4 separate regions of the Mus musculus genome follow, and all the other regions are linked to region 4. The links are chromatin contacts, called in public HiChIP or PLAC-seq and promoter capture Hi-C maps. All regions are on one chromosome and are shown on one strand. The core of a region is the stretch at or near the end of the contact, and the rest is flanking DNA. Distances in the headings are between cores, read along the strand shown. Region 1 overlaps Bpgm (2,3-bisphosphoglycerate mutase). Region 2 holds the start of Cald1 (caldesmon 1). Region 3 holds the start of Akr1b7 (aldo-keto reductase family 1, member B7). Region 4 holds the start of Cnot4 (CCR4-NOT transcription complex, subunit 4).

What was found. Promoter capture Hi-C pulls out the DNA fragments that hold promoters and counts their contacts. HiChIP or PLAC-seq counts read pairs in DNA pulled down with a chosen protein or histone mark.
Region 1: a promoter capture Hi-C map of the 3T3-L1 cell line shows a contact between it and region 4, with 2.3 times the contacts expected there. The contact joins the enhancer-like site here to the promoter of Cnot4 in region 4. A contact is called at or near these places in 6 of 39 promoter capture datasets (the 3T3-L1 cell line, cranial neural crest, erythroid cells and 2 more) and 1 of 484 Hi-C or Micro-C datasets (muscle stem cells).
Region 2: a contact with region 4 is called in a promoter capture Hi-C map of the 3T3-L1 cell line, with 3 times the contacts expected there. The contact joins the promoter of Cald1 here to the promoter of Cnot4 in region 4. A contact is called at or near these places in 3 of 39 promoter capture datasets (the 3T3-L1 cell line, liver and stem cell-derived epiblast-like cells).
Region 3: a FOXA1 HiChIP or PLAC-seq map of pancreatic cancer cells shows a contact between it and region 4. The contact joins the promoter of Akr1b7 here to the promoter of Cnot4 in region 4. A contact is called at or near these places in 1 of 39 promoter capture datasets (pre-B cells) and 2 of 115 datasets of contacts at active chromatin or transcription factors (microglia and pancreatic cancer cells).

Annotation. Positions count from the first base shown.
Region 1 is chr6:34,494,017-34,501,352 of GRCm38.p6, forward strand. The region is part of intron 2 of Bpgm (2,3-bisphosphoglycerate mutase); the gene reads left to right. Among named protein-coding and RNA genes, the nearest start is that of Gm52898, 14 kb to the right of the region's middle. Within about 2 kb of position 4,330, at least 70 of the 459 cell types and tissues checked have an H3K27ac peak or open chromatin away from gene starts, as enhancers often do. A contact at or near this core is called in muscle stem cells, where this site is marked.
Region 2 is chr6:34,595,381-34,602,416 of GRCm38.p6, forward strand. It overlaps Cald1 (caldesmon 1), which reads left to right and starts at 3,124. Exons shown (of 14, transcript NM_001347100.1): 1 at 3,124-3,285.
Region 3 is chr6:34,407,150-34,413,818 of GRCm38.p6, forward strand. It overlaps Akr1b7 (aldo-keto reductase family 1, member B7), which reads left to right and starts at 5,213. Exons shown (of 10, transcript NM_009731.2): 1 at 5,213-5,326. The coding sequence starts at 5,261.
Region 4 is chr6:35,132,291-35,138,968 of GRCm38.p6, forward strand. It overlaps Cnot4 (CCR4-NOT transcription complex, subunit 4), which reads right to left and starts at 1,447. Exons shown (of 12, transcript NM_001164413.1): 1 at 1,212-1,447. Gm33046 (a long non-coding RNA gene) reads left to right here and starts at 1,241. Exons shown (of 5, transcript XR_868974.2): 1 at 1,241-1,412; 2 at 1,958-2,280; 3 at 4,856-4,981.

The sequences.
Region 1 (7,336 bases), core at 3,080-5,579, 640 kb before region 4:
AGACGAAGCTTAACGGAGCTGGCTGGCAGGTGCTTTAGTGTTAATGTAGTGAAAATGGTGCCTCAGAAGAGACCGGCTTCATTCAGTGTAGTCAGTAAGTGAAGTGCCCTTAATCGGGACCTTAGTTTGTGTTCCACAGAGTGATCGTCTGAGTGGGATTCAATCCCAGGACCCCTATTTGCCACCGTATTCTATAGCCATGTGCTTCCATCTGCTCTCTCCACATACACACAGTGGAATTAGATGAACACACCTCCCTGTGTCTTGAAAACTCGAGTGGGCATTGTTACGGCCTTTTCAGTCTTCTGGAGCTGTGTGGTGCCGACTCTCTTCAGTGCCTAAGCCATCAGCAGGCCAGGGCCACCCTTCAAAGTTCTGCTTCATGAGATGTTACACCGAAGATGCTGGAAGAGTTTGTGTGTATTTTTATTTTTATGGTGCTGGGGATTGACCCAAGGAGCTCACACCTTCCAGACCAGTGCCCTGCCACTGAGCTGCACCCTAGCCTGACCGTGTATTTTGTTAGCCTTGCCAGTGTTACTTATACAGGTTGTGAAGCCTTCTGATGGCTTTTCAATCCCAGACTGATGACCTCTTATTTGTCACTGTATTCTATAGCCTTATGCTTTCATCTGCTCTTTCCACTTGTACACACACACACACACACACACACACGCACACACACCCATACCCATCTGTGTGCTTCTAACATCATCTAGTAAGGCTAGAAGTAGGTTATGGACCTCTTGGAGTCAATGTGTGTGAGCAATACAGTTGAAGACAATGTTACTGGTTGGAAGTTAGCTAACATTCTTACCCGAGGATCACCACTTTAGGAGCCTCGTGGCAGCATCTCTGACAGGCTCCCTGTCTGCTGAGCCTGGTCTGTAACCTGCCTAGTAACGTATTTCTATTAGAGATCGATTTACGTGTAATCTGAGAATGCTTAATATTTTCAGAAGACAAACAAGGCATGGGATACTATACAGTAAGAAAATTCCCCCAGGGACTGCTTCACTGGTTTTCAGAACCATAAATAATTGCCTACAATCTTGTCAGTAAGTCCAGGTTAAAGCCGATCTCGCCCCTGACAGTTGTGCTTCTCACAACGCTGCAAGAGAACTTTGAATGCCCGCGGGAGAGCTAAAAGCAACCTGTTGTGCACAGTTCCAGACAGGCGTGTGTTTCTTTTTCTTGTGGTTGGCATAGTTGCTTCCTGTTTGTTTCCTGCTGGTCCACACTGAAGGAAAAGCCGAGTACCTAACTGAGTGTTGGATGTGGTCTGTACCTTGCCAGAGGAAGTAGATTGTTTAGTCTGGTTTAAGCACAGGATCAGGCAGATGCAAGACAGGGATAAAGAGTGGCGGCAAGAAATTTGTATAAGACTTGGACTCTGTCCCTGGAGAAGTGTACACAGCTGCACACACAGCAAGTCAGACACAAGGTGACGTGAAATGAGAGAAATGAGAGGAAAGGTCAGCTAGAGCTGGCTGCCAATGGCGGCTGAGGTGTTTGTCACCTTTGGCATTTAGTAGGATATTTTCAGAATCATGGAGTTCAAGCCCTCTTTCCTGGGAGACAAATAATTGCTTAGTGGTAGAGCTGAGCTAGCTTTTATGCAAGCCTACAAAATCTATAGTAGCCTTTATTCTTAAATAGCGTAAGATTTTAACTGTAATTTAACTAAACAAATTAAATTATAATTATTTGAATACATTATTTAAATTATAAGTGATTTAAGTGAATAAATTTGGTAAATTATAGTGAATGAAAAGTTAACTAAAACTGAAAGGTGAATTCATCTCTCTCTTGCTTAATTTTAAAGCAGCAGCTATTACCCTGCCATCAGGTTACAGGGTAATTTAATACCCTGTTTTCTTTGGTTTCCCCAGGCTATCTTTTAATTGTATGTATGTGAAACTAAAAATTTAGAAGTCTAAAATTAAATTTACTTGTATGGTCACCTGTAATGGACAGTCTCTTCTTTCAGCCCTTACTGATAATAGAAGAATACACAGCGTCGTTGTCCCATAGGTCCAGTGGGGACAAAGAGGGGTGGGTGGGGGTCTCACAGTTGGCTGCCACCAGATTCACTGAAGCTGGGTGGTGTTTTTGCTTTTTTGTTTTTAATCCTAAAATATGGGCTTTCCTTTCGTCCTGTAGCAACTCCTCCTGTGTCCCTGAGTGCTGCTTTTCCCCATTTCCTGCTGCTAAAAGATTTGTAGGCATTTTAGAGAAAAGCCAAAGAACACACAGAACAGATTTGTGCAGTTTGCTTGATTAGCACTAGGTATAAACAACTTTTTTGTTCCAGGCTAAGAACTGTTTAAATGCACCTCCCACACCTCGTTTCTTGCTCAGTTCATAATGAGAAAAGTCTTTAATCAAGGCTTCAACAATAAAGACTAGACTTGAAAGCCAAGAAAGTTAGAATTCACTCAGTTCAACTGTATGCCCAGGGCCCAGTGATTCAAGTCCTGCTTTTGGCCCAGGAGCTAGAGTACACATGAATGAGTGAGACACACAAGGTCCTGCCTATGGTGGATCCTATGTGCCCCTTCTGATCTTTCAGAAATGTCACCCAAAAATGCACATCTGATATGACCTTCCTTGGAGTGCTCTCATGCAAAAGCCTGTTGCTGGGGAATCTTTAACCTTTATTCCTTATAACCTGCAATCCCATGTAAAAAGTGCATTCTTGGTGGATCCAGTGGTGACATACCTAATGTATCTGACGGACCATATAGCTCCATGTTTTGTGCCTCCTAGCAGGCAACCTTCGAAAGCACTGCTCACAGATGCACAGATTCCAGTTATATTCTTGTAAGGATGGTGAGGCACTGCCCGGAGAGCTGGAGTCACAGAGCAGAGTTCTCATTCTGGCAGAAGCCAGGATTTGTTCAAGTGCTTCTCCCAGAGGTGTTGGGTGGGGCATTGTGGTTGAAGTACAGTGTCCTGTGTTCTAGTTTGTTACCATGACTTAGAGGGAGTGCCGGCAGGTTGACTTTCTTTTTTTCTTCTTCTTCTTCTTCTTCTTCTTCTTTTTTTTTTTTTTCAGTTTTCCGAGACAGGGTTTCTCTGTATAGCCCTGGCTGTCCTGGAACTCACTTTGTAGACCAGGCTGGCCTCAAACTCAGAAATCCGTCTGCGTCTGCCTCCTGAGGGCTGGGATTAAAGGCGTGCGCCACCACGCCCAGCCTGCAAATTGACTTTCGGAAGCTACTCCTGCACGTAGAAAATAAGTTATTTAAGTTTTCCATTTTGGGTATCAATTTACTCACATGGTTTTCTCCTAAACTTTCGTTCTTTCTTATCTGAAATGCTTCCACCATTTCCAGTGGTTGCAGTGGGTTTCGAGAAGCTCCTGCATAGAGACTGGAGAATTAAAGATGCTCTAGGTATTCCGATGCTTGCCTATGGTAGGCTCGGCCCTCCAGAGGCTGGGGTAGAAAATTTCCAGTTCAAGGCAAGCCTGTGCCACATAGTTAAACGCTGAAGACACCAGGTGTAAAGTGAAGAGATGGCTTCAGAGGGACTGTGATGGAAAGAAGGTAGAGAGAGAGAAAGAACCTGGTGCCATTTCCAAGAAGGCGCTCTTGGACTTGGTTAAACGTGAACTGGAGACTGGGGTGGTGTTCTGCTAGAATGTGTGAAGCCCTGCCTTTTGATCAACAGCGCTGCATAAAACTGGGTGTGGTGGTGCAGGCGTCCTCATAGCACCCGGGGGGGCGGGGGGGGGGGTGGTGGTGGTGGAAAGAGGAGAATCGGAGATTCTGTGTCATCCTCAGCTACGAAGTGAGGCTAAGGTTAGCCTGGGCTACATGAGTCCTAATGATTTAAATAAATAAATAAACAAATCAATAAATCAAAAGCTGAGCTAGGCAGGAGGTGTGATACCTGACTACACATTTTAGCTTCTGTTTGGTGGCCCAGTGGATGGATTTTTAAGAGTATAATGCATAGCATCTTTTGCTGGTTTGGTTTGGGGCAGTGCAGCGGGGAAGTTCTGTTTACTTAGCTTTCCTAGGATGAAGCATTTAGTATATGCCAACTTTTAGTAACAAGCAATGGCTTCCCTGTGGTTTTCTTAATTTGCTATTTTAAAATGTCAGCCGCTTAGGTCTCATTGACTGATTAGTAACCAGTCTAAGCATTTTAAGAATTTGTAAGTAATTAGTTTACTCTGTGAATAGCTTGAGGCATTATTAAAATAGAATGTTAACTTCATTGGAAACTTTTTTTTTTTAAGTTCTCTTTCTGTTAGTGGCATGCTATAGTCTGGAGGCCTTTGTTTAGTGGACTCACACAGGGATGAGTCATTAAATAAAAGCAAACCTTGGGCAAGGACTTGGCCTGCTGGCTCCTGTTGCATCGAAGTCAAACCACTGAGTCCCCTGTGATGCACTCCAGCTTCCTGATGCAAACCTAGAACATGTTTCTGAGATCGCACAGGTGACCTCTAGACCTGGCCATCTGCTTCCTGGGCTTAGCTGTTTTAAGTCAGACAGACTTGCTCCTCCCTGTTTCCTGTGAGAACACTGGGACTGATGTCCAGTTAGCACGCAGCCTTTACCAGAGCTGAGCAAAAATTAAAACATTCTCTTTCACCTTCAGTGTTAGAAACAGCAGTAAACAATGCAGAAGACCAGGGTTTAAGTGCTGACTGCAAGGACAGCTCAGTTTTTATAGACTTAAAAGCCTTGAGACTTGAACAGGCCTTTTGGATCTGCTTAGTATTTTTGTTAACAGCTGTAGTGAGCTAAAACCCACATGTAACTGCCCCTGAGAGTGGTTTTTAGTGTGTAGTTAGTTGTACAAGTAACTGTAGAGGATGGTTCCAGACGTCCCTGCAGTTAACAAAAATCTGTAGGTCGATGTTCAAGTCCCGGTGTGAAGCAGGTGGTGTCTGTACATAGCTGATGCACGTTGCCTCCTACTCCTCAGATTGTCTGTGGCCTCGAACTGTGGGAATCGGTGCTCTACTCTGATGCAGGGAGTGGCAAGGGGAAAAGGTTTCGACTGGTGCAGATGCATTTGTTTCCCGACAGTTTCCATTGGTGACCGATTGAATCCGTATCTGAGGGTCCAGTGGATGTGAGTGATGTCCACGGTCCTCGATCCATCGACACAGTGTTTATAAGTAAGGACCAGAGACAATGCTGATCAAGGGGTATTAAGTCGCAGCTGTAGCAGAATAAGAAGTTCTGTTGTGTTGTTGCATACGTGGTAGGACGACAGCAGCTGAGTTATGTTCAAGATTGCTCAGAAAACTAGAAGAAAGGATTTGGAATGTTTTTATTGTAAGAAATAATGATAATAAAATATGTAAGTTATGCTTAGCTTGATTCAAATGTAGATAGATTCTTCTAATTTTTCCCCAAAGGAAACTGCTCCTCCAATGGCAATGTCTGGTTCTCCCAGCCCTGGGCAGCTGCTAATCCACTTGCGTCACTATGGGCTTCTCTGCTCTGAACATTTTCTGTTGATGGAGTCATACAATAAGTAGTCTTTTTGTGACTGGCCTTTTAAAAGCCATTTACATATTGTTGGGGACAGAACCCAAGGCCTTGTGGGCTTTATGCAAGCACTACTGAAAGCTATATTCCAGCACTTTAAAAAAAAACTTACTACAGTGTTTTCCATATCAATAACATATATCAGTGTTTCATCCCTGTTCAAATAATATTCCACCATCCTGCCCAGTCACACTCATCTGCTCACTAGTTGGCAGCAATTTCAGTGTTTCTGTATTTTGGCTATTATCTGTAATGCTGCTGTGGAGATTTATATATAACTTTTGATATGGACATATGTTCTATTTCTCTTAGGCATATGCCTGAGGTATTTTCAGACTGTTTTCCCAAGAAGCTATAGCCTTCTGATCTCCTGATTTCATCCTGTATTATACTTATAATCTCCCCACATCCTTGATAATGCTTGTTGATAATCTGCCTTTTTGCTGTGTTCACCTCACTGACGCGAACGGGCATCATCTTGTGGGCTGGAACTGCATCTCCGGAAAGACCAGGGCTGCTGGTCGTCCTTGCCAGCGCTTTCTGGTTTATCCTTGGAGAAATGTCTGCTCGGATCTTTTGCCTGTTATTTCACTGCCACTCATCTTTTCATGTCTCCTTTTATCTTTCTCAGGAAGATCTTATTTCTAAAAGCTACATTCTTGGTAGTGTTGGGGATGGAATCCTAGGTCCTGTGCATCCTAGGCGAGCACTGTCACTGGGCTTCAGTCCCAGCCCATGTGTGTACTGAGGGAATTCCGAGGTGTTGGATCCCCTCAGGCTGGAGTTTCAGGTAGTCATGAACTGCCAAGTGAGTACTGGGAACTGAACTTGGAAGAGCAGTAAGTGCTCATAGCCGCTGAGCCAGCTCCCCGGACACTGTCTTAATTTTGAGGCATAGTAGTTCTTTGTGTAGTCTTAATGCACGTCCCTATGATTTTGTAAAAATAAACAAAATTATCCTACTCTCTGTAGTGTCTTTTCATCTTCAAAGGGCAATGGTGCCCTTTGAACCTGACAATTGTATACACAGATTTCATTTTTCTTCTCTTCTGTTGCTGTGCTTTCGTGTTGTCTAAGAAGCCATTGTCCTAATTCAAGGACTTTGCTCCTCCCTGTGTGCCTGTGTGTGTGCTGTTGAGAAGGTTACCCCTCTTGCTCTTACTTGCCTCAGTACACGTGTTGGAAATTAGTTGATTGAAACTGTGAAGGCTGATTTTGCTCTCACTTCTCACCTGCTGATCTGTTGTCGGTCCTTACTGCGAGAGCTGTGTAGCATCTGCGAGGACGGCACTCTCCGCAGTCTAGAGCTCCATAGGAAGTTTTGAGAGCTGACACGGTGCTTTCTTGTCTATTAAGGATTAAATAGAGTGATTTTGGTGCTGAAGGGCACTACCCTCTCTCTTCACTTTCCTGAGTGCTTTGGATCTCTGTGAGGTTTGAGGTTGTATCAACTTTTATAAAAAGAGCTGAAATTTTGTTAGGGATTATGTTGGGCCTATACATTAACCTAGAAAAAAATTGACATCTTGTGTGTGTGTGTGTGTGTGTGTGTGTGTGTGTGTGTAAAAGCCAGAGGTCAACTCGTGGTGTCTTCCTCTTTTGCTCCCCACCTTATTTTTCGATGCAGTGTCTCTCACTGCACTTGAACTGGACAGTTTGAGGCAGCCAGTGACCTTGGGGATCAGCTCGTCCCCATCCCTCCAGCACCGAGGTCACGGACACATCCTGCCATCTGCAGCATTTTCCCTGGGCGTCGGGGATTCAAACTCAGGTGGTCTTGCTTGCATGGGAAGCACTTTACAGACTGAGCCACACTCTTA
Region 2 (7,036 bases), core at 1,874-4,373, 540 kb before region 4:
CCCCTTCTGCATTCACTGTCTTTTATACTATTGGGTGAAATTTGATACTTTTTCAACGTTAATTTTGTAAGTGCAGTTAGCCACTCTAAATTTCCACTCTCTGTCCTTTTGAGGATATATCTCTGCGTGTACTTTGTGTGTACACTTTGTGATTTAATTTCTATGACAAGACTCTAATTTTATAAGCTTGGGAGTCTGGAAAGATTTCATTTGACCAAAAGAATGTGGGAAGGAGTATTCAGCCTTAAAAAAAAATTCTTGTCTGTTCAATAAAGTATATTTCTTATAAATTAAAATCTTGTCTATTTTTTTTATGAACTAAAGGGAGTAGATTCCTGTTTTGAATGAAAAAACAAAAAACACAGCCTGCTTTTACTTTTCAAAGTCAAACCACAAACAAAATATAGTTACAGATGCTGATCAATTTGACAGCAAGCTCTAGGAACCAAAGAAGAAAAGAATGTATAAGGAGTCATGAAAATGTTTCTAAAAGTCTCTTTACATCCATTATGGTTGACTAAGTCCTGTGATAGACAAGCTGTTCTGTATCTGGGATGATACCATTGGGAAATATATTCCACAGGAATGTCCTATATAAACTCTGTGTGTGTGTGTGTATACATACATTTATATATACACACAAATGTATAAATTGGAAAAATTAAATACAATGGAAGTGAAATTCCCATGGAAGAAATTAGGCAACATATAAACATGTTTCTTCATCACTTTTCTTTTTAACATTTCTGTTTTCTTTTAATGACAAAGAAAGATTGTTTTCTCTATCGTGATGTATTTATATAACATGTGTTGAATCTATAGTTCGTCTACAGCAGTTCTACTACAGATATGTAAAGTGAGCTTCATGGCTCTCCATGTGCTATACTGCATATATGAAATGTCTAGAATTTATCTAGAGAAGCCTACTTCTTTCCCCCAAAAGGCATAACCCAAAACATTCGGCTATTTATCTTCTATAAACCACACAGCTCGTTCATCCCTTCCATGTTTCCTGTTGATAGTATTTCCCCCTGTCATAGCACAACTTCTCTTTCCTCTGGAAAGCTGGTCCTTAAAAAGAAAACCATAAAGACAACAACAAAATATAATCCTCATGGACTACAAAATGTCGCCCTGCTGCCGGTCACTCAAGAGGCATCCCTGGTGTAAGTGGAGAGTATGTTGCTCAGGCTGCCTTCTGCCCCAGTTGTGGATAATAGCCCTTTCACACAGCCCTCCCTAATCCAGCCTTGAGTTCATGCACCCAGAAAAATCCCTGGGCAGAGGTCGTATCGATATGATTGAGATGTTTGCAGAAACTCATGTCTGTCTGCTATTGTCTTCAAGTTCAGTCTTTTGCCAGACTAAGAAGCTTGACTCTGTCTTTCAACCTGTCCAGCCAGATACAGGGTTTCCCCAGCTGCCAAACTGGCTATGATCCAAAAAGTTTATTTTCAAATCATTTATCTGGGATCAGAAAGAGGTTTCCCAAAAGAACAATTTTGAACATGGCTGTGCTCACCTGGTTGAGCTACAGTGAACTTGAAATGCAACATTAACAGTGTGGTTCCCACCAACAAGTTATTTATCTTGTGTGTCTGGGAAAGTACTCTCTCAGTTCTGGTTCAAGGATGCTTTAAGTCCAACTCTCCCTGGACCCTGTAGTCTTTGCTGTAACTTTTTTTTAGAGCTGTTTAGTAGAAGAAAGCAAGAAACACAGAGGAGGTAAGTTACCTCCCTAAGAAGTGTAGGGGGTCCATGTAGACACTTCTGGGTGACTGGTTAATAACTGGGGGCTGGAGAAGAAACTCACCCATGTGGACCGACTGCTTCCCAAGCATTCTCAAGGAAGCACAAAGGGCGGGGGCTGTTTCCTGAATAGAGACAGCTTCTTTGTCAGATCATCATTAATAGAGAAAGGCTTTTTCAGTCAGACTGCATGTGTTGATTAAGCTTCTGGACTTGTAATTAGCCAGGGGAAATATTTAAAACTTCTTGGTCGGTGATGAGACAGTATCAGTAATGAAACATGGATTTCGTGCTAAGCCCCAGGTCTGACAAACAGTAAGTATTCCATTTTTTTTAAAAGCTAAGTACCGACTGAATGAGTTCCAAAGACTACAAGACCACAATTGGATGCATGTGTGGGCCAGTGACCTGCATTGTAACTCAGCATCTTTCAGGGCTCCCCTATCACTGGCTTTCTAGAATGTTCTAGGACATCTGTGTCACCTGTGAGAGCATATGTGTCTATCTATACCTGCCCCAAAGCAGGTCCTGGATCTCTCTATGTCCTTCTCTGCACATTTGTTTTTACACATTTCTAGTACAATCTCCTTGTTGCCAAGACAGAAGAAAGAAAGGAAGATGGGTGTTGGTAGGAAATGCCAATAAAGCTCTCTCTTAAGCCTAGGACTCTATCTGCTAGCTTCTGGCCTCACCTTTTTTTTTTTTCCTGGCCAACATTATGTACTAAAAAGACTGATACATTTTATTTATACTTTTTGTCAGTTGTTCCCATAACACACATAGACATATTCTAGGCTAGAACTTAGCCTGTGCAGCCAGCCGCCCTGCTTCTTATCCACTTCAGATTTTTAACTCGTATAATAATGTAAATTTATTTTTATAATGAAACTGCTTTGCAAAGAAATACACTATTACGGCTTCTTCGACTAAAATGTCTCCTCCCACCCCCAGCCTCACCCCTGTAAGTGTGTCTAACTGTCCACTTATTGTCTCGTGGACTGTACTTTCTTTTTAAAGCTCTATTTGTGTTCTACAAGACAGCCTCTTTCTCCAAGATTAACGTTTCTTATGATTGTTCCTGACAATGGATCTGCTTCCAGGAGGCCCTGCTTAGGATAACCAAAAAAGGGCATGGAGCCGGCTGGTTTTGGCAGCCTGCTCACGGTTTCAAGCTTTTTAGGACTTGGTTTTTCTGATGAGTGATATCCTGAGCATGCCTAGGGAATGACAGGCATCTGCACGGGCAGACAGCATCACCTTGGCTAGGGTGTCGTCATTGGCTGCCTATTAGAAAAACTACAGGACAATGCATACCACCGCCTGCTGACTGTAAACATAGGGGGTATGTGTTCACTTAGCATGGACTTCTGGGAGGGGCCAAGGAAGGGCGGTCTGCAGTTTTATTGAATAGAGCAGTGTGCATTAGGCTGCCTGCCTGCCTGCCTGCCTGCTTGCTCTCTTGCTGGGTTGCTTAAAGGAATCCCTGCTTTCAGACAGCAGGACATCCCTCCTTGGGAAGAAGTTGCTGCCCTAGAGGTAAGAGACAAAGTCTTTCTTTCTCCGCCTTCAGGGAAGCTGGGGCTGCTCTACAGGTTTCAGGCAACATTCCTGGCTAAGGCTGCTGGATATGCAAAATCTTTCAAGGCAGGCAACAGACCACGTAAATTCTCAAAGCCAGCGCCTGGACTTCCTGACCTGTTCCCAGAAGGTCAATGTGATGAAACTTCAAGTTTTGTTTATAGAGATGGCACAAACGGTGTCATCTCCTGGTGACAGGATCAGGGAGCACCAGCGCGTTTGCCCAGGATGCGCTTTTGTTCCAAGGGGGATGTGGTCTGTACCCGGAATCCTCAGGCCAGCAGCTGTGAGAGGATTCTGTCCCTTTAGCAGTTTCTTTCCCATCTTTGGTCAGCAGACATTTAAAGAGGATTCAGGTTTTAATTAAAAAAATAACATCAACGGCTTTTTACGTTGTTAAGACAAAGAATGTTTGTTTTGTTTTGTTGTGGGTTTGGGTTTTTGTTTTAAGCTAATTTTAAGCTAAGTAATGGGTTCCTCTTACTCTGCTACCAGGATTTTAGAAGTGGGATTTCAGAGATGTAAAGAAATAAGGTCAGAGTTCTACCACTAGCACCAACTCAGCGAGTGCCGCTCATCTGTTATTTGCTGAAATAGAAGATGCCTGCCCTGTTTGTTTTCTATAAACCGGAGCAGCAAGAGAATGTGTGCATGAGTGGGCGTGTGTGTAGAAATCATGGGTAACTGCCTACCAAAATATTTCTTGAGAAATCTTCATTTCTGTTGGAAAGTATGCCCCCCGAGGGTCTGAAAAGATAGGAGCTGGAGGAACGTTCCAGAAAGGAAGGAAAGGAGCTCTTATTTCCAAACAGACGTATTTGGGCATCTCAGTCAGTAGCGCAAGTTGGTAGTAGTCGGTAATTCCTTTTAGAAAGAGCCGATTGTAAAGGGTGGGGGAATTTCAGTGCCATGGCAATCCATGGTCAGAAACAGAGAGCAAAGAGCTTGGTATTCCCAGATCCCTGCTGGCAACGAGGCTCTGCGCGTGGGGCTGTAAATGGAAGCAGCACAGTCCCTTAGTGTTAGGCAAAACCAGACACGAGAACTAGAACTTACTGAAGACAAGGTGCCCTGCAGAAGAAGAGTAAGTCTGAGCAGTTAAATAATAATACTCATAGTAAGCTCTAGCGTTCCCAGGTGGCTGCTTCCATTTATGTTTGCCATAGACTGCGATGCCTTGAGGTTGGGACTTGCTAAGGAATCCTTGTGTTTAGAAGGGTGGGGATTTCTTGAGAAGTGACACGTGAGAACAGACTGCCCTGTGAGTTTCTTTCCCTGGAATGTCTCTGAGGAAGTGTGTAAGTGTGAGGGGAAGGCTGCAGGCAATCGTTTGCTCTGCTCGACTACTGTCCCTCCTCCAAAGACATCAAGTTCCAAACTTTGTACGGGGGGGTGGTGGTGGTGGTGGGGTTAATGTCAATGAAAACATGGAAAGCAATTTCTTTCTCAAGTATTCTCTAAACCACGAAGGGAATGCAGTTTGGAAGGAAATCTATAATCTTGGATTTGAGGATAAATTCCACTTTGAAGCCAACATCCTGGAGTGGCTGAAAGTTCATTTTCTCTATGACCAGTTTCTCCCATCCCCCTCACATGCTCCCCACCCCCAATCACTACAAAATAACATTTTCTGGAATAATACCGAGTGTGTTCTCCTAACACAGAGTGAGGGGCTTCAGTTCATGGTGACTGTCAGGCAGTTCTTGATGCTACTTTCTCCCGGTGAAGAACAATCTGGGAGAGCTTTCCCCTAATAGGGAGGTAAGTTGAGCTCTGTGAAGCCACAGCCTGGGAACTTTGATTCCATTAAAACCATCTAATGAAAAACATAGGAGAAGCTCTGGGTGAAAAAAGAATTGCAGAAAAGAATAGATCTTAGAACACGTGAAGAATGTATGTACTTAACCAGTTTACAGGCTAAGTGTGGGGTTGTTAGCATTTTTGAAAGGCAACAGAATGTGCAGTTTAAAGCATCCAAATTGAAGATTGCATTAGGCATGTGATTTATTTTTACACCTCAGAGAGAGAGAGAGAGAGAGAGAGAGAGAGAGAGAGAGAGAGAGAGAGAAGATGAAGAGACAGGTTGTGATTTCATAGTCAAGGGCTTAAAGGAGACACCTGAATGGATTTCCTGACAATTGGGACTATTCCCATTCTCCTTGGCTCCTCACTAGTCCCAAGCCTTGTCTGTTCTCTGCATGTAGAATAGGTTGGTTTAGAGGCGTGCCATAGAGTGGTTCCAGAGTCTAGCTTGGGTGTAAGCCTTTTCTTGAAAACTCACACAGTCCTGTCCACTTGTCATTCATGGTAGTTGATTACTGGTTAGTCACTCTTCAGTGAGATGAGAAGTGACTTAGAGATGAACGTGAGAAGGGTTTTGCCAGCTCCCCATCTGCCTGGTGTCTGTCACATGGCTTGGAAATGTGGTGGGGTGAGGCCATGGTTGGGGATGGGGGGGAGGGGGGAGGCTCGAAATGCTGACAATTCGGAATGCAAATGACATGGTAGGCCTGGGAAGGAGGTTAGGGAGATGCTGCCAAAAGGATCTTCAAACTTTAAGGAGGCGTTTTCTGGGTAAATCTCTCAGAGCCCCAAAATAGCACCATTAGCTTCTTAACAGAAAGTCCTGCTGGGACGTGGTAGCACACTGCCTGTAATCCCAGCACTTGGGAGGCAGAGGCAGACAGATTTCTGAGTTTGAGGCCAGCCTGGTCTACAAAGTGAGTTCCAGGACAGCCAGGGATACACAAAGAAACCCTGTCTTGAAAAAAAAAAAAAAAAAAAAAAAAAAAAAGAAAAGAAAGAAAAGAAAAGAAAAGAGAAAAAGAAAAAGAAAAAAAGAAAAAGAAAAAGAAAAAGAAAAAGAAAAAGAAAAAGAAAAAGAAAAAAGAAAGCCCTTCATCTGTCAAGCCCATCTAGATGCTTGGAGGCTGGGGGAGCCGCTCAGTTTAAAGAGATACTCTTAGTTGAGGCTTAACTCATGAGCTCCAAAGTGAGAGCTTGATTCTAGTTTTGTCTCCTTTGCTTAAATAACCCTGACCTTTAAGGATGCTATCAACTCTTTGGCCTCTCCTAGCATGGCAATCAGCACGCCTCGCTTCCATCTCACAGTGGTTAAGATGTCTAAACGAGATGACAGGTTTAGGTTTTGTCTCTTCTCCCAGTAGGCCCATAGAGCCTAAACTGCTTTCAGTTTGAATCTTATGACTGTTATGCTAACTCTGGGTGGTGGTCACCATCATTTCTTGTCTTCCCTGAAGATCTCTCCTCTTTCCTCCTATTTAAGACATCTTACACAGTACTTTCTAGGACCTTGATCCTAGAACCTTAAGAAACTGGTCTACCCCCAAGGCCATCTGAAATTCGGCTTTGTAGATCAGAGACTAGGGAGGAGACAGATAGCAGAAGGCAGAACAGGGTAGGCTATCTGTGGAGCAGAGCAGTATCCAGGAACCAGGGAATGTAAGAAGCCAGGTGGACAGACCAGTGACAAAGTGCTGACAACAGACAGGCCTTAGCAAATGAGGTGGCTTCTTTGCCTCTAGCCAAAAGGATGGAATTAATCCCAGCCTGTCATGCCTGGGCCTTGTAGGCAGGATGAGGTAACCAGCTGCACCTGGTTGGGGTTTCTGCCCTTATTGAGACCAGATTTCTCCAGGAGCTGTGCCTCTCTCCTCTGCTGGCCTCATTGTTTAGTATTCTCAATTTT
Region 3 (6,669 bases), core at 3,963-6,462, 720 kb before region 4:
TCACCACAGGTCATTCAGACTTGGCGCAGAAGAAAATCTTATTTCCTTTAAAGAGGAGCTGTTATTTCACCAGCGCTAGAAGTCAGCAGCCAGAAACGGAGCTGAAAAGTTTCCAAAGTACACATTACCTGGCAAAAATGGTTACACCTTTCCTTCATTCAACAAATACCTTCAATTTTACTTACAAAAAAGAAAAAAAAATTATTTCCGTGCTGAAGTGAGACTTTGGAATGTGTCTCGGGGAAAGTAGAGCAAAAGCAGAAGGTTTGCTCTGACTGCAGGAACCGAACCGAAGGCCTAGGTGAGTCTCGAAGGCTGCTTCCTGTTAAACACGAGAGGGAAAAAAACAAAAGAACTGCCACATAATTACTCTTCAGGAATTGGCTTTATTCAGAGAAAGGGCCCGGAGGCTGTGATCCGGCCTTGAGCAGGGAGAGCATTGGAAAGAAAGGATGATTTATCAAAAGCAGCGTCACAGGGACCTACGCCAAGCTGCTCGTTACAACCTGGAGAGGAGCTTCCTTGCAAGGAAATGTTTAAACTGGGAAGAGGAGAGTCAGAGACAGAGATGTCTACCACAAAAGCAACTCTAGCTAAGACGGAAGTATCAGAAAGAAATCTGTGGTAAAAATGCTAACATTGAGGGCAGGAATGAATAACACATGAATTAAGTGAACACAACATATGTGACCAAGAACACTGAGGTGCCAAGTACCATAAATTAAAATCTGTTAGTCCCAGCTCTTTAGCATACTTCTAAAGGGAACAATGATGGTAGTGATAATGATAAAAATTTATGCTTTCACACCGAATCTAAAAGTTAGAAAATCTACTCTTAAGCAACATTAATTTTGAAAACTTGATACATGAATAGATACAACTTAAGGATTTTAATAAAATTTTGTGATTTGTGTCTTAGTCAGTGTTCTGTTGCAATGAAGGGATACCACGATCATAGCAACTTATTTTAAAAAAAAACATTTAATTTGGACTGACTTAGAGTTTCAGAGGTTTAGTCCACTATTATTGTGGTAGGAAGCAAGGCAGCACACAGGCAGACATGGTGCTGGAGAGGTAGCTGAGGGTTCTAGATTCAGATATACAGGCAGCAGGAAGAGAGACACTGGGCCTGGCTTGGACCTTGAAGATGTCAAAGCTGCATGAATCCCAGTGATGCATCTCCTCCAACAAAGCCACACCCCCTAATTCTTCCCAAGTAGTGCCACTCACATTCACACATGTGAGCATAAAGGGATTGTTCTTATTCAGACCACCACATCATGAAAGCACTTTTCTGTATTGTTTGTTTTGGGGACTGACACGACATTTCATTTACTGGTTCAAAGGAAGAGACACAGATGAATCTAAGCCAAGGTGACCCATTCTTGTCAGTGTGGAAAAGAGCCTGTGCAAGAGGCTGTCTGCCAGCAATGGCTTTCCTGACCCAACCAGAGCAGAGCCTCTCCCCTAGCATCCCACATCTTAAGGAGCATTTGGTCCCAGGTTTCAGTAATTTATCTGCTGTGCTGCCTAAGTTTTCCCTGTGGAGTGAATACCCGTAGTCCCTCTTCTCCCAGCTTCCCATCCAAATTAGAAAAAGCGAATGCAATTTCTACTTTGGTTTCTAACCCTCCTACAGCAGCTTTATTGCTTTAATTTTCTCTGAGACAATGTGATTCAGACCTATTTTTTTTCTTTTTTCTTTTTTTAAGATTTATTTATTGATTATATGTAAGTACACTGTAGCTGTCTTCAGACACACCAGAAGAGGGAGTCAGATCTTGTTACGGATGGTTGTGAGCCACCATGTGGTTGCTGGGATTTGAACTCAGGACCTTTGGAAGAGCAGTCGGGTGCTCTTACCTGCTGAGCCATTTCACCAGCCCCTATTTTTTTTTCTTAACAGGTCAGATTTTATTAATTCCACAGGACAGGAATAAGACTACTACCACAATTTTGAGCCAAATTTGAAGCAAACTTTAATAAATACTGGCCAGGGCAATGGACTCTGGACAGATCCATCCAGAGTTCCCTCAAAATAGCCATGAGCTACACTGGTCAAGTGCTTATAAAGGCAAACCCACGAGGCTATGTGCTTTCCACCTTCATCCAACCAGGAGCAAGCACACATCCTGATGTACATACAGCTTACAGATGATCAAGCACATCTAGTGAAGTTGGGTCAACCAAACTTGTCAGGGAAGTGAAAATATAGGCTTGTCATCTTATATAAACAATAGCCTTCAGCATCTTAGGAAGTATTTGTCCTTGGGCAAGGGAATTTCAGATAAGAAGCATTTTTGTTTTATGGATCTCCTAGGAACAGCAATTAAAACTTAAAACATAACTTTGACTCTTACAATTTCTGTAGGAAGAATGGCCATTTCCCCGAATTTTTTTTAGCCATATAGCAACATATACTCTAGCTACCTGGTGTTATGATACCTCAAAACATAGCCAGGATTAGTTTAAGACCCTTGGATTCTCTGAAAGCTTTTTCTTTCATGGACTCTGCTATAGTCTGGATCTAGAATGTTCCTTGAAGACCCAGATGTTAAAGACTTTGTCTTAAATTTTGCTCTGTTGGAGGGTGGTGGAAACCTCAAGAGATGGAGTATAGAATGTACAAAGCTCTAAGTCTGCTCTTCAGCATCCCCTAAACCAGTCATGGGGTGCATGCTTATAATCTTAGCACGTGAGATGTGAAGATAAGACCATCAAAAGTTCAAGGTCACCCTGAGCAACATGGTAAGTTCTAGGCCAGACTGATGTACATGAGACCCTGTCTCAAGTAAATAAAAAGGTATAGGAGAGATGGCTCAGTTGTCAAGAGCAATGCTGTTCCTGCACAGGACCTGAATTTGGTTGACACCCATATTAGTGTTCACAAGAGCCTATCACTTCAGTTCTAGGGGAACTGTCACACTCTTGAAGGTTCCATAGGCACCTGCACTCATGAACATATGCACACACTCATAATTTAAAAACAAATCTTAAGAGATCAAACAAGAAACCCACAAATCAAAACAACAGCAGTTACATGGGTCATATTGTCAGTAGGTAAATGGGTGATAGAAAAGCAGAGAGCTCTCCCCCACAGGACTCAGACGTTCCTACATCTTCAGGTGATGATTGGAGCCTAGCGATGTGTCCAGTCTAGAGATACATTCCAAAAGTCTTATCGGAAGTTCATGAAGACGTCAGAGTAGATAAGAAGACTGTAAACGGGGCTCTGTGTTGTCTAGCATTTCCTCTACCTACAATCTCGATGTTCTAGTCAGCCATGGCAAAGTAGTCTGCAGGATCTTTAGTACTGATAAAGCTTCAACCTAGTTCACTTCCTGACCCTGTCTCCTTCTGTATTTCATTTTACTCCCATTTATTTCTGGATTGAAATATATGCATTTAGGATCTTCTCTTTCCATGTGTCAGTGGGATTTCAGAGAGGGGAACATGTAGAGACGTCACAGTGTGAGATGGAGCTTGGCTATGATTTCTACCTGATCTTTAGCTTTCTTGCCTAGTTATCTGGTCTTTGATGGGGTGAGCCCTGTGTGTAGGCTTCAGAGATGTCCATATGACTATCCAGTCTCTAGCCACAGAGCCTACTCCCTGAGTCCAATTTACCTGACTGTGACAAGTGTATGCCAGTACATGACATTGTTTTACAATTCTAACTACGTGGTGGCTAGCTGGTGCTCTTCTTTCAGCTAGATTCTACAGCACATGTAGACTATCCCATGTGCGAAGACTCAAGAAATACAGAGGGAACCCTCTGCACATACTGGGGCAGTAATTGTCAGTGTCCTGGGATATGGAACTTCTATGAAATACCTACAATGGTACACTTAGGGATATTACTCATTCCTATTATAAACCAATCGAAAACAAACTAAATATTTAAGAATAGTGGAAATGACCAAATAAATGTTGACAAAATAAAATCTTTTGCAACCATTAAAATGTATGTGGTAAAAGTAATTTTAAAATGGTGTTTTAGGGCTGGAAAGAAGGCTTAGCGGTTAAAAGAACATGCTGCTCTAACCGAGGACCCATGTTCAATTCCCACACCCAGTGGCTCACAACCACCTATAGCCTCCAGGGGATCTGATGTCCTGGGATGGCCTCCACAGGGCTGCACACGCGTGCATGGGCACATGCAAAAGTAAGAAACAAAACCAAAACATGAAGTCAAAGTGACTTGTTGTAGATGTTTAGAAAGTTTGTTTTATGAAGTTAGCTTCCAAAAATATATGTATAGTATGTAAGAACTAAGACATATATACTCAGAGACATTATTAATAAAACACATATGCAAAGACAGAAGAAAACAGCACTGCGAATGGCAGTTTAGGTGATGGGGATATTCTGCTTCAGGTTCTCACCCTTATAAACCATCCTTGCGTTTCACAGTTGAGTACATGACATTTCATAGTCACAAAAGATTGTTTTCAAATCAGGCACAGTTTTTTTTTTTTTTTAATGTCGTTATAAAACACAATTGGTCAAATCCCTAAATCTGAAAGAAAAGAAAAGGAAGAAGAAGAAGAAAAGTAGGCAACGAGGAAGAAAGGAAAAACAAAGGAAGGAGAAAGAGAATTTCATTAGGAAAGAACCTGTCCCAGTGGCTAGCAGGTCATTTTCATCCTCAGGGAATCTTCTTGCCTTGCAATCTGACAGAAAACGCACAGATACAGGCATTTCTAGAAAGGTGTCCATGACCTACATTTAAAAAAAAAAAAAATCTTTCCACAAGGTCACCTGCCAGTTTCCTCTGTAACAGACATCCCTTAGTTTTGTGGCCAAGGACAGTTATTTCAAAGTAGTTACTGTAAAAGATGTCTCATTTTTCCTCGACATTTTTATTTGCCTCAAACTGCATGAGCACCCACGCAGTTCACTAGCGTTATATCCACTCCCAGGGCAATGACCCTTCCCAAATAAACTTACCAGTTCATCTTGGATGACCTTTCAACCATGTCACTTAGGTTCACAAACCTCTGATCCGCATACCCAATAAAGCATGCATTCTGCCCAGATAGCCTTTGCACTGTGCTGACTTTAATCTTTGTTTACGATGATCAGTGTGGCACAAGATTGACATGAAGTTCCTGTTCTCATGCCCCAACCCTTGGCTGTGGCTGCTTGCCAATGTGGTAAGAGCCCGCCTCCTTTATCCAGGACATAAAAATGTCACCAGCCTCCTTGTAGAGAAAGCAGGCATTTCATCTGCTCACTCAGAGAACTCTCTGCAGCAACCATGGCCACCTTCGTGGAACTCAGTACCAAAGCCAAGATGCCCCTTGTGGGCCTGGGCACCTGGAAGGTGAGTGTGCAGTCTTGGGACACCTGCTGCCTTTGAGGGGAGGTCTGGACATTTTCTTTTCTGTGCAGAGCATCTATCTGCCTTGGGTTTGATAAGGCCAGCATTATCACCTGTTGTCAGCTGCTTTGGGTTGCAGATGAGCCTTTCCCAGAAATGACAATAGCTTCCTTGGCGAATATCAGGTTTAAATTTGTACAATTTTTCAGGGAGAAAACTGTTTTCAGGGAAGTTTTCTCTTAGAAAGCCTTTCCTTGGGACTCTGAGGGTCTCTGTTGGTTTGTTACTGGCTGAGTGACTGAGAGAGAGTATAGAGTTCTTAATGACCCCACTCTTATGATGCAAGACTATGCCAACATCTGAGTGGCCTGGGAGCTTGTGGGAAAGGCAGAGGACAACTGGACTGGCCCAGGCAGTTTACAAAATCTCCATGTGATTCCCCCACACCTTAAGACCCATGCAGCATGAGAGCCACAGAATTGGAGTCAGCTCAAAGTCTGCCCTGGCTGTGTTAATCTCTACTGGCAAGTTGCTCTGTGGCCCATCCCAGTACCCAGTGAAACAGATTTCTCACGAAATCTTGGGACAAGTCTGACATTGGTCCATCTTCTTCTAACTCTGCCTTCTTTGCTGTTTCTATTACTGACAACATGAGAGTAGCCAGCTTGTTAACCAGGAGCTGTTTTTAGTTTTGATTTTGATTTCTTGAGACAGGGTTTCTCTCTCTCTAACCTAAAATGACCTTGATCAAATTTGGAGTAATCCTCCTGCCTCAGCTTCTTGAATACTGGGATTATAGGTGTGAGCCTTCATCCTTGGCTCAGGAGTAGTTTGGGAACCCATCTGTCTTAGTTAGGGTTTTACTGCTGTGAATAGACACCACGACCAAGGCAAGTCTTATAAAAAACAACATTTAATTGGGGCTGGCTTACAGGTTCAGAGGTTTAGTCCATTATCATCAAGGTGGGAGCATGGCAGTATCCAGGCAGGCATGGCACAGGCAGAGCTGAGAGTTCTATGTTTTCATCCAAAGGCTGCTAGTGGAAGACTGACTTCCTGGCAACTGGGGTGAGAGTCTTAAGTCCACACCCACAGTGACACACCTACTCCAACCAGGCCACACCTCCAGACGGTGCCACTCCCTGCTCCAAGAATATACAAACCATCACACCATCTGTCCTGTGTCCAAGACTCATTTCCAGTCTTCCTCTGTTTCTCTTTTCTTTACACAGAGGGTAGGTTCTCTCTTTGTTTCTACATTAGATTGGGGTCTTACTAGAATGGTGAGACTTGCAACCAGAGTAGAAATTTCACATTCCCTCAAGGTGACAAATAATTACAAATCT
Region 4 (6,678 bases), core at 197-2,696:
ATGTTATCAATTAACATAAACATCAATATAACGGAGCCAATAATTGATACAAAAGGAATCTGTAACCCACATACAATCAAAATACCATCTGTATTTATTTGCATGTGGTGTTCGGGGATGAAGTGTGTGTGTGCGCGCTAGATTCACCTGGTTTTGAAATTCTAAGCTGATCTTTATGGGTATAATCAGAGACAACATCAAGTGTCCTGAGGAATGGCAATTCAGGAGAATGCTGAGTAGCACGGAGAAGGTCGAAAATGAAAAGAGGGGTAAAAAAGGATAGCAAATGAGCAACAAAAAGATCAAAAAAGCAAAACATTCCTTTCCCGAGTAGCCCGAAGAAAGCTCTTTTCTCTTAACGTTAATAGTCTCCCACTCACTTCATTCACTTCCTAACTTCCTTTACTTTTCAAGGAACAACACGGGGCATCATCTCCCCTATCCTGGAGTGTGTGCTCAAAGAGTCTGCATTGGAAAGAGGGAAGGAACCGACAATTCTCAAGTAGGTTAAGAAACAGGTGGGTTATACGGAGCAACGGAGCAGCAACATGATTTAGATACTCACGAGGTGGCTTTAAGATGACAGATGCGGTTAAAGGAGACTTGCACATCGGAATCAACTCGGGTCTGGCAGACAGACTGGGGGCTGACTGCAAGCACCAGAGGGGAGCAGAGGCTAGATCCAGAGCAGCCTTTCTGGAAGGGATGGGGCAAAAAGGGGCAAAAAAGCCCACCAAGCAGGACGGGTGGGCAGTGAGCAGCAGCACCCGTCAGAGTGGAAATGATGGCTCTGGCTTGGGAGACCGGGGCCAGTAGGAAAGGACGTCAGAGGGGAAAGGAGGCTGGGGAAACAGGAGGACCAAGACCTAAGGATACTGTTGCCAGAAAAATGCGGGGAAAACTGGTGATGAGAAGCCCTCTTGGGTTCTCAATTGAAGAAATTCTCCAAGGAGAGCCGGCGCTCGCTGCCGCGCTGCCTCCAACCCGGCTGCCTTTTCCTGGTGATAACTGCTGTGGCGTAGAGGGGAGAGGGAGGAAGAAGAGGAGGAGGAGGCAGCCAGAGGAGGAGGAGGAGGGTGAAGACGAGGCGGGCGGGGGTGGGGGGGTGGGGAGAAAGGGGGGTGCGGCCTGCACAGTCCCAGCGAAGCCTCCGCTCTCTCGTAGCCGGTCAGCGCCGGGTTTCCCCTAAGCCCAGCCCCGCAGACACTCACCCGCCTGCCTTGCCTCGCTTTTCTCTTAGCCGACTCCACGCGTTGCCGAGTCCTCACAGGAGACCAATGAACGAGAGTCGGCGAAAAAACTCTTCAGAACCGGGCCTGACTGCTTCAGTGAGTCCGACCTTTACGGCTGAGAGAGAGACTCTCAGCTTTCGGTGGGTTCCACGGCTAGACGGGCCACCATCTTACATTAGGGTAAGACTCCTCCGGCCTCCGCTGCGCAGGCGCATGCCGATCCGGCTGGGCGGGGCGGGGGAGGGGCGGGACAAGCGGCAGGCGGGCGAGTGGGAGGTTGCGGCGGACTGGTCCACTGCACCCTGGGAGTTGTAGTCCTCCGATAGTAACCGCCCCGGGGCAGGCCGGGAATTGAAGTCATCACTAGAGAAGGCGCTCGGGAACTCGTTCCTCACGTGGCTACTGGAGCGCCGGCTTTCTTCTTGTTTTGCTTCCTCTTCTGCCCGCGTGTGTGGCTACTGTGTCATGTGGTCGGCGGTTTTCACTAATGTTAGCTGAAATGTAGGAAACCAAAATTCTACGAAACTTAACTGATTCGGAGGAAGCTAGGACGTGTCTTTTTCTGCCCCGCCCGCCATAGATAGGTATCTGACGGGGGCGGTATGGTGGTAGAATCAGGTTGAGCATTGCAAGAGCGCGGGATTTGATCTAGAGTGGGGAGTTGATACTTTTGGAAAAGTGAGCGTTAATTCGTTTCCCGGTCTTTGCACGTCCTTTACCACCAGTACAGCTGAGCTCATCCTCCTTACTGGAAAATCGCCAGTGAAGAAATACCTGAATTGCCATGTGCACATTTCTCAAGAGAACGCGGGCAGTCAGAGTAGCATGAGTTGCTGATGATGTGAAAGCATGTGGACTTACCTGCAAACTGTTGCTGGCTGCACAGAACTCTTCCAGCCTGCACAGAAGTGTGCGTCAGGTTCGCAAACTGCACAAGTAAACACGTCTCAAAGGACATAATACAACCGCAGCCGGTTCGAGCACCGAGAAATTCTAAATAACAAAATCAATTTACTGAACTTCCCGGGTTGCCTCCCAGAACTCTGGTGTAAGTGGCGCTCCTGGAGCGGTCGATTCTGTTTATTGCCTATATTCTTCATCTATTCATATAAGTGCTGAGCTCCTTGGTACCCAGTTCAGTGCCATATGCTGGGAGCATACAACAGAGACCAAAAACACAAATCTGTCCCCATTCTAGGGTGTGTGCATGTAGTGGGGTTTGGAGAAGTGAAAGGAACCAAGTTTTCAAATCCAGGATTAAAATACGTAGGATGGGACTGTGGATGTCACACAGTGGTAGGGCGCTAGTCTGGCACACTTGAGGCCTGAAAGCAAAAGGTTTAAGGGGAGGATTTAAAACAGAAAAGGGAAATGTAAGGAAAGAAATTGAAGTTTTAAAGTCTCAGTCTCGCTGGACGTGGTGACACAAGCCAGGACTCTGAAAGCAGAGGCAGGTGTATCTCTTTGAGTTCAAGGCCAGCTTGGTCTACAAACCATGTCTAGAGGCAGAAAAAAAAAAAAAAAAACCACAAAAAAGGCAACCAGACCAGTTTCTTTGGTGTAAGAGAGAGGAAATGTTGGGGGGCAGGGGGAGGGGCATAAAAATGACTCAACTTATTTTACACAGGAATGAAATTGCTAAAAATTATATATGTGTGTGTGTATGTGTATACATATATATACACATACATATATATGGGTGTGTATGTGTGTGTGTGTATATATATATATATATATATATATATATATATATATATATATATATCACATTTGGGCATAGTGGTATGAGACCTTGTCTCAAAGTAAAAAAGTTAGGTGCTGGAGAGACAGTTCAGTGGCGAGAGTACAATTCCCAGCCACCACATGGTGGCTCACAACCTTTTGTAATGGGATATCTTCTGGTGTGTCTGAACAGAGCTACGGTGCACTCACATATATAAAATAAGTAAATACATTTTTTTTAAGTAAAAAAAGTTAAAGCCTGGAACGTAACTAAATGATAAAGTCCCTCCTGGCACAAAACCCTGAATTCAATCTTCAAAGGTTAAAAAAAAAAGTTACAGAGTAATATACAGTAAAATTATCTATATTTCCATAAACATGATTGCTCTAAAAATATAATAAAATGGTTATTTGCTAGCACTTGGAACAAAATCTTCATGTATGTGAAAGTTATGAATACTAACTGATTGAAAGAAGTGTGTTTTGGTCTCTCTCCGGTAGGCAACACGCATCTACCCTTAGTTACACCACTAGATTATTTCTTAATGTGCTCCTCATTTGTTAGAACTAAAAACACCAACAGCTTCGTGTTCATGTGTAAAGCAAGTTAGACTTTGGATAATTAGATGTAAGTTGTATTCAGATAACCATACACAGGTGTTTCATTTAGCAGTCATGAGAGACACAAAGTGGTTCTTCAGATAGAATTCTGAAGACTGGCTCTCCCGTTTCTGCAGGGAGGGTAGCACACTGAGCTCCTGCACTGTGAGAATCCAACACTAGGAAACAACGTCACTTTCGTTGTTGGGTTTTGGCATTTTGTTTGGGGAATTTTGTTCTGTTTTGTTTTTGAGACTGGGTTTCTCTAATGAAGCTCTGGCTATTCTGAAACTCTGTGGCTGGCCTTGAACTCAGAGATCTGCCTGCTTCTGCTTCCCAAGTGCTGGGATTAAAAGCCTGAGCCACCACTGCCACACACAATATCACTATCTGCTTATTGATGGAGACTGACTGACACAAAGGGACAACTACTAACTAATGATATTCACTACCCTTTCAGGCCTGGTCTTTTATTACATTAACAACCAATTTTTACATGTTAATATATGTGTATACATATATACTTATCAATGTAACAATTCTTTTAAGATGCAGGAATGTCTCTTTTTTATTTGTTTTTTTTTAAATTTATTTATTTGTTTACTTATGTATATGTGTATGCTGTCGATCTCTTCAGACACACCAGAAGAGGGCATCAGATTCCATTACAAATGGTTGTAAGCCACCATGCAGTTTCTGGGAATTGAACTCAGGACCTCTGGGAGAGTAGTCAGTGCTCTTAACCACTGAGCCAACTCTCCAGCCTTTATTTGGTTTTTCAAGACAGAGTTTCTCTGTACAGCCCTAGATGTCCTGGAACTCAATTTGGAGATTACAGTGGCCTCCAGCTCCACCAGCCTCTGCCTCCCACACCTAACTCAGGATTATTCATTTCTCATTTATTTCTACTTTATTATTTTTTACCTCTGTGTACCTGTGTAGTTCTGTGTGTGAGTGTGTATATGTGACTATCACTGGTGGAAGAGGCCTGAGCTGTCAGGTGCCCCTGGAATTGGGATGGCAACCAGGTGCGATCAGCCCAGTGTGGGGGATGGGAACTGAACCCAGGCCCTTCGGAAGAATAGCACATGCCCTTCACTACTGAGCCAACTCTCCAACTCCAGGAACACATCTATAAAATTACATACACATCAAATTCATACACATCAAACACATAATGTGGAGTTAGTTAAATAGAGGGCTGTATTTGGAAGAGGTAGGAAGGGAGACATAACTTCATAAATTGCTTCATTGATTTAAGGTTATGCATATAAACCAGTTTTATACATTTTCATAAATAGATCATTCTGCTGTGTTGCGAATGGATTGAAGAAAGACAAGAATGAACTTGGAACAACTAATTATGGGAATATTTTAGTCATCCAGATGGTTATTCTGATTGTGGTGGCAGCAAGGATGGAAAAAAGGTAATAAAACCAAGATACATTCTTTGAGATTGAAATAACAGGACTGGGTGATAAAGTGGAAATGAAGGGGTTCTCTTGAATGAGTCCTGTTTCTCTGGATTGAGTGGCCTTGCAGATGGGGGCTCCTTTGGTTGCAAAGGAGAAGAGGAAAGTAATGATGATTGAAATAGCATGTATGAAATGGAAGCAGAGAACTTCATGTGAAAGTCAGCAGGACTTCAGAAGAGTAGTGACTGCCCACTTGAACCTGGTAAACTTTTATTTCTAATTATTTATTGTATGTGTGCGTGGTCATATTTATAAGGGGCAGTGTGCACTTTTGCAAACTACTGAGATATGGGTATTTTAAATAAATCAAAAGTTCAAGTCATATTCAGACATGAACCTGACTGTGTACAAAGGCATGATTTCCCTGCAGTTGGGGACTGTAGCTCAGTGGTGATGTCATTTACTGCTCACAAGGTGCTGGATTTGATCCCTAGTCCTGAAAGAAAAATCCCATTGCTTCAATACTACTAAATACTAATGTCACATTATTTGTGTGACATTACTTATTTTCCCCAGGCCCTACTAACTGTGAGTCTTAACTGTTATTTGATAAGTTTTGTCTTAATCATTTAGTGAGTATTTGTGTACTGAATGTTAGGTATAGATGTTGCTATCCAAAGTTATTTTAAGATCTGAAAGCAGAAAGAGAGAGAGAGAACAAATAGAATAACTATAAAATATAATTAGCTTATTGTCAAAGTATTAGGAAGGGAAAAGAATAAGGTAAGGAGCCGGGCGTGATGGCACACACCTTTAATCCCAGCACTTGCGAGGCAGAGGCAGGCGGATTTCTGAGTTCGAGGCCAGCCTGGTCTACAGAGACAGCCAGGGCTACACAGAGAAACCCTGTCTCAAAAAAACAAAACAAAACAAAAAGAAAAAGGTAAGGGATCAAAGCTCGCGGGCTGGCTGGTGTGAAACAGGAGCGCCTCTGTGAAGAGATAACTCAATCTGACATTTCAAGCATTACAATGATCCCATTTTTAAAACAACAAATGACCCGTGCCAAGACCTTAATGCAGGGATATCCTTAGCATATTCCAGGGGCACAAAGTCAACCAATCAAATCAGTGCAGAGACAAACAGCAAGGAAGTCATAAAAGACAGTACACAGTTGAACAGTAAAGGATACACATGCACACACACACACACACACACACACACACACACCGTGCAGAGGATGGATCTGAGATAGTTGGCCACTGTACAAGTAGAGAGACTGGGAATGGGAGATGTGACGTGACACATTTGTCTTGGGTGCAGAATTTGGGTGACCACCAAGAAAATCTCAAGAGTCAGGGTAAATGATATTGTGGGGTAGCATATTATTAGTGTGTGGGAGTGTATGTGTGTGCATGCAAGTACAAGTGTGAATGTTGAGATTGGGGTAGAAGTTGATTCTCTTCTTCAACCATGGATTCCAGTGATCAACCCTGGTCACCAAGCTTGGACAGCAAGCGTTTTTGTCCACCAAGCCATCTCACCTACCCTAAAAATATATTTAATATTTTATGGGCTAAAGAGAGATTAAGAGCACTTGTTGCTTTTGTAGAAGACCTGGGTTTAGTTCCCAGCACCCACACACAGTGGCTCACAACTATTCTTAACTAGAGTTCCAGGGAACCTAAGTCCCTCTTCTGACCTCTACA